Linked DNA regions of Macaca mulatta: region 1 is linked to region 2. Evidence: chromatin contacts called from public Hi-C data. All regions are on one chromosome and are shown on one strand. The core of a region is the stretch at or near the end of the contact, and the rest is flanking DNA. Distances in the headings are between cores, read along the strand shown. Region 1 holds the start of ATP13A3 (ATPase 13A3). Region 2 has its middle 47 kb from the start of TMEM44.

Region 1 (3,916 bases), core at 761-3,260, 100 kb before region 2:
ATCCCAGCTACTTGGGAGGCTGTGGCAGGAGAATCACTTGAACCCAGGAGGCAGAGGTTACAGTGAGCTGAGTTCACACCACTGCACTCCAGCCTGGGTAACAGAGCAAGATGCCATCTCAAAAAAAAAAATTTAAAGCAACCAAATAGTGTCACTTTTACCACCCAATCCTCTGACCAAAGCCAGGCATTGTTGTTCTAACAAGGCTCAAAAATCTCACTTAATTATTTCACTCTCTGCCTGATCTAATGGTAGGATAATGCAAATCAAAGATAGTAGCAAAAGTTATGTTCTACAACAATCATTAATAATAGGTTTACTATTTCGAACAACTTCCAAGCACTGATTTGCTTTAAAGGGGGTTGCAAACCAGGATGAGATGCCCACACACATTGATTTTTGGCAACTATAGTCTATTCAGCAAAGCAACAAACCTCTAGCGAAAAGAATGCCACATATATTCCAGTGAAACAAAATTAATACACGTGCCTTGGTAAAGAGGCTGAGTTCTAAGCAAAGATAGAGCACTGTTCATGATGTACTCACCCTTCAAAGGAATCAAATCGGAACACTTTCATTTTAGCAACGAAACTTTTAAAAGGCTTTATTTTGCAATAATTTTTCAAGTCCCTGCATTTCTTAGATTCTTTAAATTCTAACTTCCTGCCTCATAGATCTAAAATAGCCACGACATACCTAGGTATGTGCTACTCATTTAGTTAGAATAGTGCAGAGGAACACAAGTCTGTTTCTAGGGGTACGACTCCATACCCATTCATTTTGCACTAATATAACCACTAAATATAGCTCTAAGACACTGATGATTAAAAGCGGTTAATTATGTGAGTGATTCATACCTTCTATGTCCAAACACCAAGATTCAGGGATGTCTGTCAGATCTATGGGAAGAGGGGACAATAAACACCTGTCACAAAGCTTTTTTCCAAACCGGGAAGCCCCCAGCTGAGTTCCTGCCAATCCCAACCCGATTCCCTCCCCTTCATCCCTATCCCTCACCTCTCCAAAAAAGCTAGAGGTCACACTTCCACCAGAACCTGACTTTGTGAAGGGAATGGAGAGACAGGCCATAACGCGAGTGGCCACGAGAGCACTGCTAGGGGAAAGGGCCCTGGGTTCTTCTAGTCCGCACTGCCACAGAGTCCGAATGCGAGGCCTCAGGCAAGTCCGAAGGCACTTTTCCCCCACGGGACTCACTCATTTTATCTGTAAAATGCGGAGATGGCAAGCGGCTCCATACTCCACGGCTGAGGACGAGCTGGGGTCCCGCACAGCCCCATCGAGGGCCCTGCCAGCACCCCACCGCCTCCGCCCGCAGGACCTCCAGCTCCCCAGGACTTTCCGAAGGGCCGACTACCAACCACCCCGCGCCCGGCCCCCACGCTCGCCCCCCCCAGGCCTTCGCCCACCGCGTGGGCTCCCGCCCTGGCCTCATCTGTCCCCGACACTCCAAGTCCCCGCGATGCCCAACTCCGGCCCGAGAAGACTGGCCGCGACCTCGCCCGGTACCCGCCGCCCCGACACCACCATTCGCCTCCTCGACCTCCCCCGTGGCCGCCGCCCACCCGCCCCTCGCCCCGCTCACCGGGGCCGCTCACTGGCCGCCGCCGCGCCGCCTCCTCCGCGGCCTCCCTCGCGACCGGACCAGCCCCAGGGGCCGCGGGGGGACCCGGCCGCCGCTGTCGCCGCCGCCGCCTCGCCTCAGCCCAGCCCCATCGCCCTCGGCCGGCGCCGCGCGCTGCGGCTCAGGGTGAGGGAAGGAGGCGCCGCGGCGGGGCCGGGCCGGCCCTGGGACCTCCGCGCTCTCCTCCTCCTCCGCGCCCGCGGCGGCGGCGTGCAGCCGGGCAGGCGAGAACAAGGGAGGGCGGCGGGAGGTGGGCAGGGGAGGGGGGCGGTCTGCACTCCGAAACGGCCCCCCGCCGCCAGCGACGTAGCGAACCCCCCTCCCCTCCGCGGCGGCGCCCGATCACGCTGCGGGGAGAGCCGGCGGGCGGGCGGGGGAGCGCGCGCGGGCTCAGGACTCCCGCGCCGGATGTGAGGTCACGTGGTGGCTTCATCCCCGCGCGGAGGGCGGAGGGCGGAGGGGCGCGGGCGACGTCAGGAGGCGGGGAGGGGGCGGGGCGATTCCTAGGCCCCGCCCACCCATCGCCTTTGCCACCCTCCAGCGGGCACAAGAAAGAGGCAGGTAAGGGGAGGCCGTCCAAAAACGCCGGGTGTCAGGCCAGGGTGGCTAATGGACGGCGGCTTTTCTGGTGAGATGAAATGGGACGGCAAAACCCACTTCATCCCCTTTGGGCTATGACAACATCATAGTCCAAACTCCCATTTTATAAAGAAGGAAACTGAGGCTCACTGACTAGACAGACGTTGCCCAGAGTCATGCATGGAGGAAGCTTGTGCTGGAATGGTGGCGAGGACACCAGAGCCCAGCTCCCAATGCAAGGCTCTTTCATTCCTTTAGCCACCCCCGCCCCCGCCAAAACAAACAAAACACTGTCATTCGCACATGACCACGGACTCTGCGCGCCGGCAGCAGGCGGAGGACGGGGAGGAGCGCGCACGAGGAAGCTCCCACGCGCCCGCGGCTCGCCTCCGACGGGAAGGCGCCTCTTCCGACCGTCCTGGATGCAAATTAAATACTTCCCTCCGCAGAAGACTTATCTCGGGGTAGGGCCGCAGCCGGATTTCCAAATCGCGGGTTTGATTTTCGCGGCGTCCACTCCGCGACGCGCGCAGGGAGCGCGCCCGGCCACCTGCAGCCTCGGGCTGCGGCCATCTTTCCGCCTGGGGCCACCTGGCCTGAGCCCTTGATGCCCGGCCCGCTCCGTGACTGTTCTTCTTGCCGCTACTTAAACAGAACTCAGCCGCCTCAGCGTCTTAGAGTAGGGGACGGCATGCACGCGGACCCTGCCCACCACACCTGCAGAGCAGGGAGCACTTACCCCTGGACACTTACCGGGGCCGCCACCCCTGGTCCACGCACGTGATGACATCTCACCTGGGGCAGCACACCGCCCCGAGTCTGCGACACTGATAACACCTCCCGGGGGCAGGAAAGCGCCACAGCCACCCCTGGTCCCCTAGATTGTGTGAGGCTGGCATTTCTGCACGCCTCTTGGCGTGGACAGCACGCTGGACCGAGATGGAGCCACAGCTTTCTCTTCCCAATCCCTGGCCTCACCGTTTTGTTTCATACCTCACCGTTTGTTTCAAACCTCGTGGTGCTGAAATGATTAAATGAGATAAGGGGTGTGGTAGTGTTGGGCAAACCGCAGGAAAGCGGTCTGGGTGGGGTCAGGCCCTAAAATCCTCCTCCCCCACCTCCCCGGCTTCCTTGCCTGGCTGTTCCCTCTCAGCCTTTAAACAGGCTGGCCTCTCCAAGTCCTAAAAACAAAATTATCAAGCCAACCTCCTCCTGTAGTGCCCCCTCGAACTAGCTTCCAAGTGTTGCATGCGGACCTCAAACAGTGGTCTTCCCTGGCTGCCTCTGCTTCCTCATTTCTCAACGCTTAGCATTCTGGCTTCTCCTCCCCGACTCTGACCCTTCTTCACCCTGCTCAGGCAAGAGTAACTCATGACTTTCATTTTGCCAAACCTTGCAGGCATTCCTCAGGCCTTATCTCTCTGGTTCTGTCTGCTACATATGACACCTTGCGATGGCTCTCACCTTCTGGAATCTCTCTACTACCTTGGTTTCAGGAGAGTGAACCCTCTCAATTATCACATGAAGGTAAGTAAAGCCTCTGCCTCCCTTGGTAGCATCCACTTGTGAATCTGCACCTTAAATTCAGGATTCCACTCTAAGCCAACAGCTTTTCTCACTTCACTCATTCTTCTGGGATAGCCTGCATCCTCATGGATGCAGCTCCCACATTAGCAATTTCCAACCCAGACTCCT
Region 2 (3,582 bases), core at 658-3,157:
TTCTATTCTAAGTAGTTTTGTGAGAACATCTCATACAAATAGATCTGTTTTAAAAGTAATTTCCCGGCAGGAGTGGTGGCTTATGCCTGTAATCCCAGCACTTTGGAAGGCTCAGGCAGGAGGATCTCTGGAGCCCAGGAGGTCAGGACCAGCCTGGGCATCATAGTGACACTCCGTCTCTGTATTAAAAAATGATAACAAAATAGCAGGAAGAGATGGAAAAAATAAATAAATAAAAGTAATATCCCAAGGACAGCTTTTTTCAAACAGAGGTCCTGGCTCATCTGTAACAGAATCACCTGAGGAGCTTGTTAAGATCCCAAGCCCTGTCCAGACCTAGGGAATCCTCCCGGGTGGAGCCTAAGAGTCTATATTTGAATATCATAGCTTTAGGCTGTACTGGCTAGCAGAAGGTAAGGCCTACGAAACGGCCCTTTTCATCCATGGCCAGGCTGTCCTTGGGGAAGATGGTGGTGGCCGCCGTGTATGTCGTCCCTTGTTCCACCTGTGGGTTTAGATCATCCCTCAGATTTACCCTGGAGATTCCAAGTGCGGAGACACCTGTAGGAGGAAGGCCGAAGGGAAAGGTCAGGTCCGGAGCAGAGGCGTGGACCGCGCAGGCTGCTGTTGGAGCGTGCTGGGCTCAGAAGCCGGGTTCTAGCTCGGAACAGCGGAATGGCCAAGGAGGTCCTGGCGCAAGGCACGCCACACAACCCTCTGATGCCAAGACAGGGACCATCCATTTCTCAATACGCCAGTGGTCCTGCCCTGCTACTGAGCCTCATCAGCCTGTATAATGGCAGCTGAAGATAATGCAGCTCAGGAAAAGCAAGTATGATCTTAACAACCTTGTAGCTGGAAAGCAAGTTCCAAATCAAACCTAATGGAGACAACTACCAGAACGTATAGAAGTTTTTTTTTCTTTTTTTTTTTGAGACAGAGTTTTGCTCTTGTTGCCTAGGCTGGAGTGCAATGGTGCTGTCTCAGCTCACTGCAACCTCTGCCTCGCGGGTTCAAACGATTCTCCTGCCTCAGCCTCCCAAGTAGCTGAGACTACAGGCGCCCACCACCACGCCCGGCTAATTTTTGTATTTTTGGTAGAGACGGGGTTTCACCATGTTAGCCAGGATGGTCTCCTGACCTCAGATGATCATCCGCCCGCCTCACCCTTCTAAAATGTTGGGATTATAGGCGTGAGCCACCGCGCCCAGCCCAAGTTTTTAAAAAGGAGTCTCTTGGAGGAAAAGGGACAGAACATTATTGTTTTTCATCATAAACCTTTCGGTGAATCTGATTTCCTTTTTTTAAACCATGTACTTCCACTATTTTTATCCCAAAAAAGGTTTTTAATGTATTTAAAAACAAAGCAAAGAATGGTTTATAATACACCGTTAGGTTGTTGGGAGGTCTGAAGCACACTCCGAACCGTAAAATGACCTTGTAGTTATCTCCTTAAAAACCCAGTGGGGGGGGGGGGGCGGGGGTGGGCCCGGCGTGGTGGCTCACGCCTGTAATCCCAGCACTTTGGGAGGCCGAGGCGGCGGATCACGAGGTCAGGAGTTCGAGACCAGCCTGACCAACATGGTGAAACATCGTCTCCACTAAAAATACAAAAATTAGCCGGGCGTCGTGGCGCGCGCCTGTAGTCCCAGCTGTTCAGTCGCTGGAGAATCGCTTGAATCCGGGAGGCGGAGGCTGCAGGGAGCAGAGACCGCGCCGCCGCATTCCAGCCTGGGCGACAGAGAGAGACTCTGTCTCAGACAAACAAACCAAAACTGAACTACGGAGACGCCCTCAGCAGTTACTTCCCGGCTGGGTCGCCGCAGGCTGCGGGCAGATACTCCGGCCTTCAGCTGCGGCTGCAGCTTCGGCGGGGCGGGGCCGCGGGACTCTCGCTCCTCGCGGGGGGCGGCGGCTGCGGAGTGCGCACGCGCGGAACCGCTATTCCCTTCTTCCCGAAGCGCCCCCGCGGTGCTGGCAATAGGGCGCAAGATGTCGGCGGCTGCAGCTGCGAGCAGGTAGGCAGTGGGAACCGGCGTTCAGTCTGGCCCGTGCCAACAGTGGCTCCTCTCTCCCCCGTAGTTCGAGGAGACTACTCGCTGCCCCTCTGGCACGATCGTGGATGAGCCTCCTGGCAACTGAAATGGGAAAGGCAGCGCCCCCGACGCTGGGAACTGGACTGAACTCCGCGGTAGTGACAGCTGCCAGACCCTGAGGAGAGGACGAGAAGACCCGAGCCCTCTGCTACGAACACTGGCAGCCGATGGAAAATGCAGACGGAATTGGGACAGTGTGCAGAGTTCTCCAGGCGACAGATTAAGAGAGACTCTTGAAGAATAACGCTGTGTAATCACGTGTTCTGCGCAAAAGAAGTCCTCAATGCCCAGTGCCTTATTTGGCTTTCAGGGTTGGTGAAAGAAAAAGCAAAGTAGATGCTTTCTAATGCTAAGTTATTTAATGTAGCACCATTCCTTGAACTTCTTTCATCTCTAAGGTCGTCCCTTTCACCTGATGATACCTTTGGGCCATCGTGCAGGCATGTGTAAACTTGGAGATCTTCCTCAACATTGCACCATATCTGGGGTTCATTCAAGGCAGAGTCTCCTTGCAAAAGCATCGAAAACAATGTAAAGTCGAAGAGTAGAGCAATACCTGCAGAGTTGGAAAATGTGGAGGAGGCCAATCAAGGGACAGAAAAAGAAGTGCAGAGAATCTTGGAATTGTTGCAAAATTATTCTGGAGATAGAAAAGTCTCCTCTAGCCTTTCCCTTAGTGATTAATACAGGTTTTTAAGTGGATAGTAAAATCCAAACAGAAAGAGGTATATGTTATATAATGAAGCCTATTTTCAAAGTATACCTGAAATTTGTCTTTATAATGTCTCTTTCTTGAGAGTTTATAAAGATGTAATTATTCTCTGGGAAACAAATTGGCACATTCATAAAAGAGAAAAAAATGAAAAAAATCAGGCCCAACTTTCATTTTACAGATGAGGAAACTGTGACATAGAAAGAGAAATGACAAAGACACTGAAACAGACCTGGGAACTGGAGCCCAGCCATGCTCCTTGGCCCAGTACCTCTTCTTATTCTAGGAGCTCATACCCCTTTGAAGGAAACACAATATGAATGTGTCTTCAAATGATGCTCATAAACCTCTTCATCATACTGAAGGAGGGAGATAAGGGGATTAGTTCTTTAGGATCTAGACAGGCTTTTAAGAAAATCTTAGCCAGGTGCAGTGGCTCATGCCTGTAATCCCAGCACGCTGGGAGGCTGAGGCAGGTACATCACCTGAGGTCAGAAGTTCCAGACCAGCCTGGCCAACATGACAAAACCCCGTCTCTACTGAAAATACAAAAATTAGCCGGGCATGGTGGTGGGAGCCTGTAATCCCAGCTACTTGGGAGGCTGAGGTAGGAGAATCACTTGAACCTAGGAGGCGGAGGTTGCAGTGAGCTGAGATCACGCCAATGCACTCCAGGGCAACGAGTGAAACTCTGTCTAAAAAAAATAATAGTAATCTTAGCAGAGCTCTTGCTAAATGATAAAGACTTTGGCAACTGAAATCCTTTTATTTTCA

What was found. A called contact is a pair of places that touch in the nucleus more often than the background predicts.
Region 1: a contact with region 2 is called in a Hi-C map of fetal cortex germinal zone, with 2.8 times the contacts expected there. The contact joins the promoter of ATP13A3 here to the enhancer-like site in region 2. A contact is called at or near these places in 8 of 14 Hi-C or Micro-C datasets (CD4 T cells, blood, fetal cortex germinal zone and 4 more).

What each region holds. Positions count from the first base shown.
Region 1 is chr2:4,258,986-4,262,901 of T2T-MMU8v2.0, reverse strand. It overlaps ATP13A3 (ATPase 13A3), which reads right to left and starts at 2,010. Exons shown (of 33, transcript XM_015132535.3): 1 at 1,604-2,010; 2 at 858-899.
Region 2 is chr2:4,157,851-4,161,432 of T2T-MMU8v2.0, reverse strand. No RefSeq gene overlaps it. Among named protein-coding and RNA genes, the nearest start is that of TMEM44, 47 kb to the right of the region's middle. Within about 2 kb of position 1,907, at least 36 of the 40 cell types and tissues checked have an H3K27ac peak or open chromatin away from gene starts, as enhancers often do. A contact at or near this core is called in CD4 T cells, blood, fetal cortex germinal zone and 2 more, where this site is marked.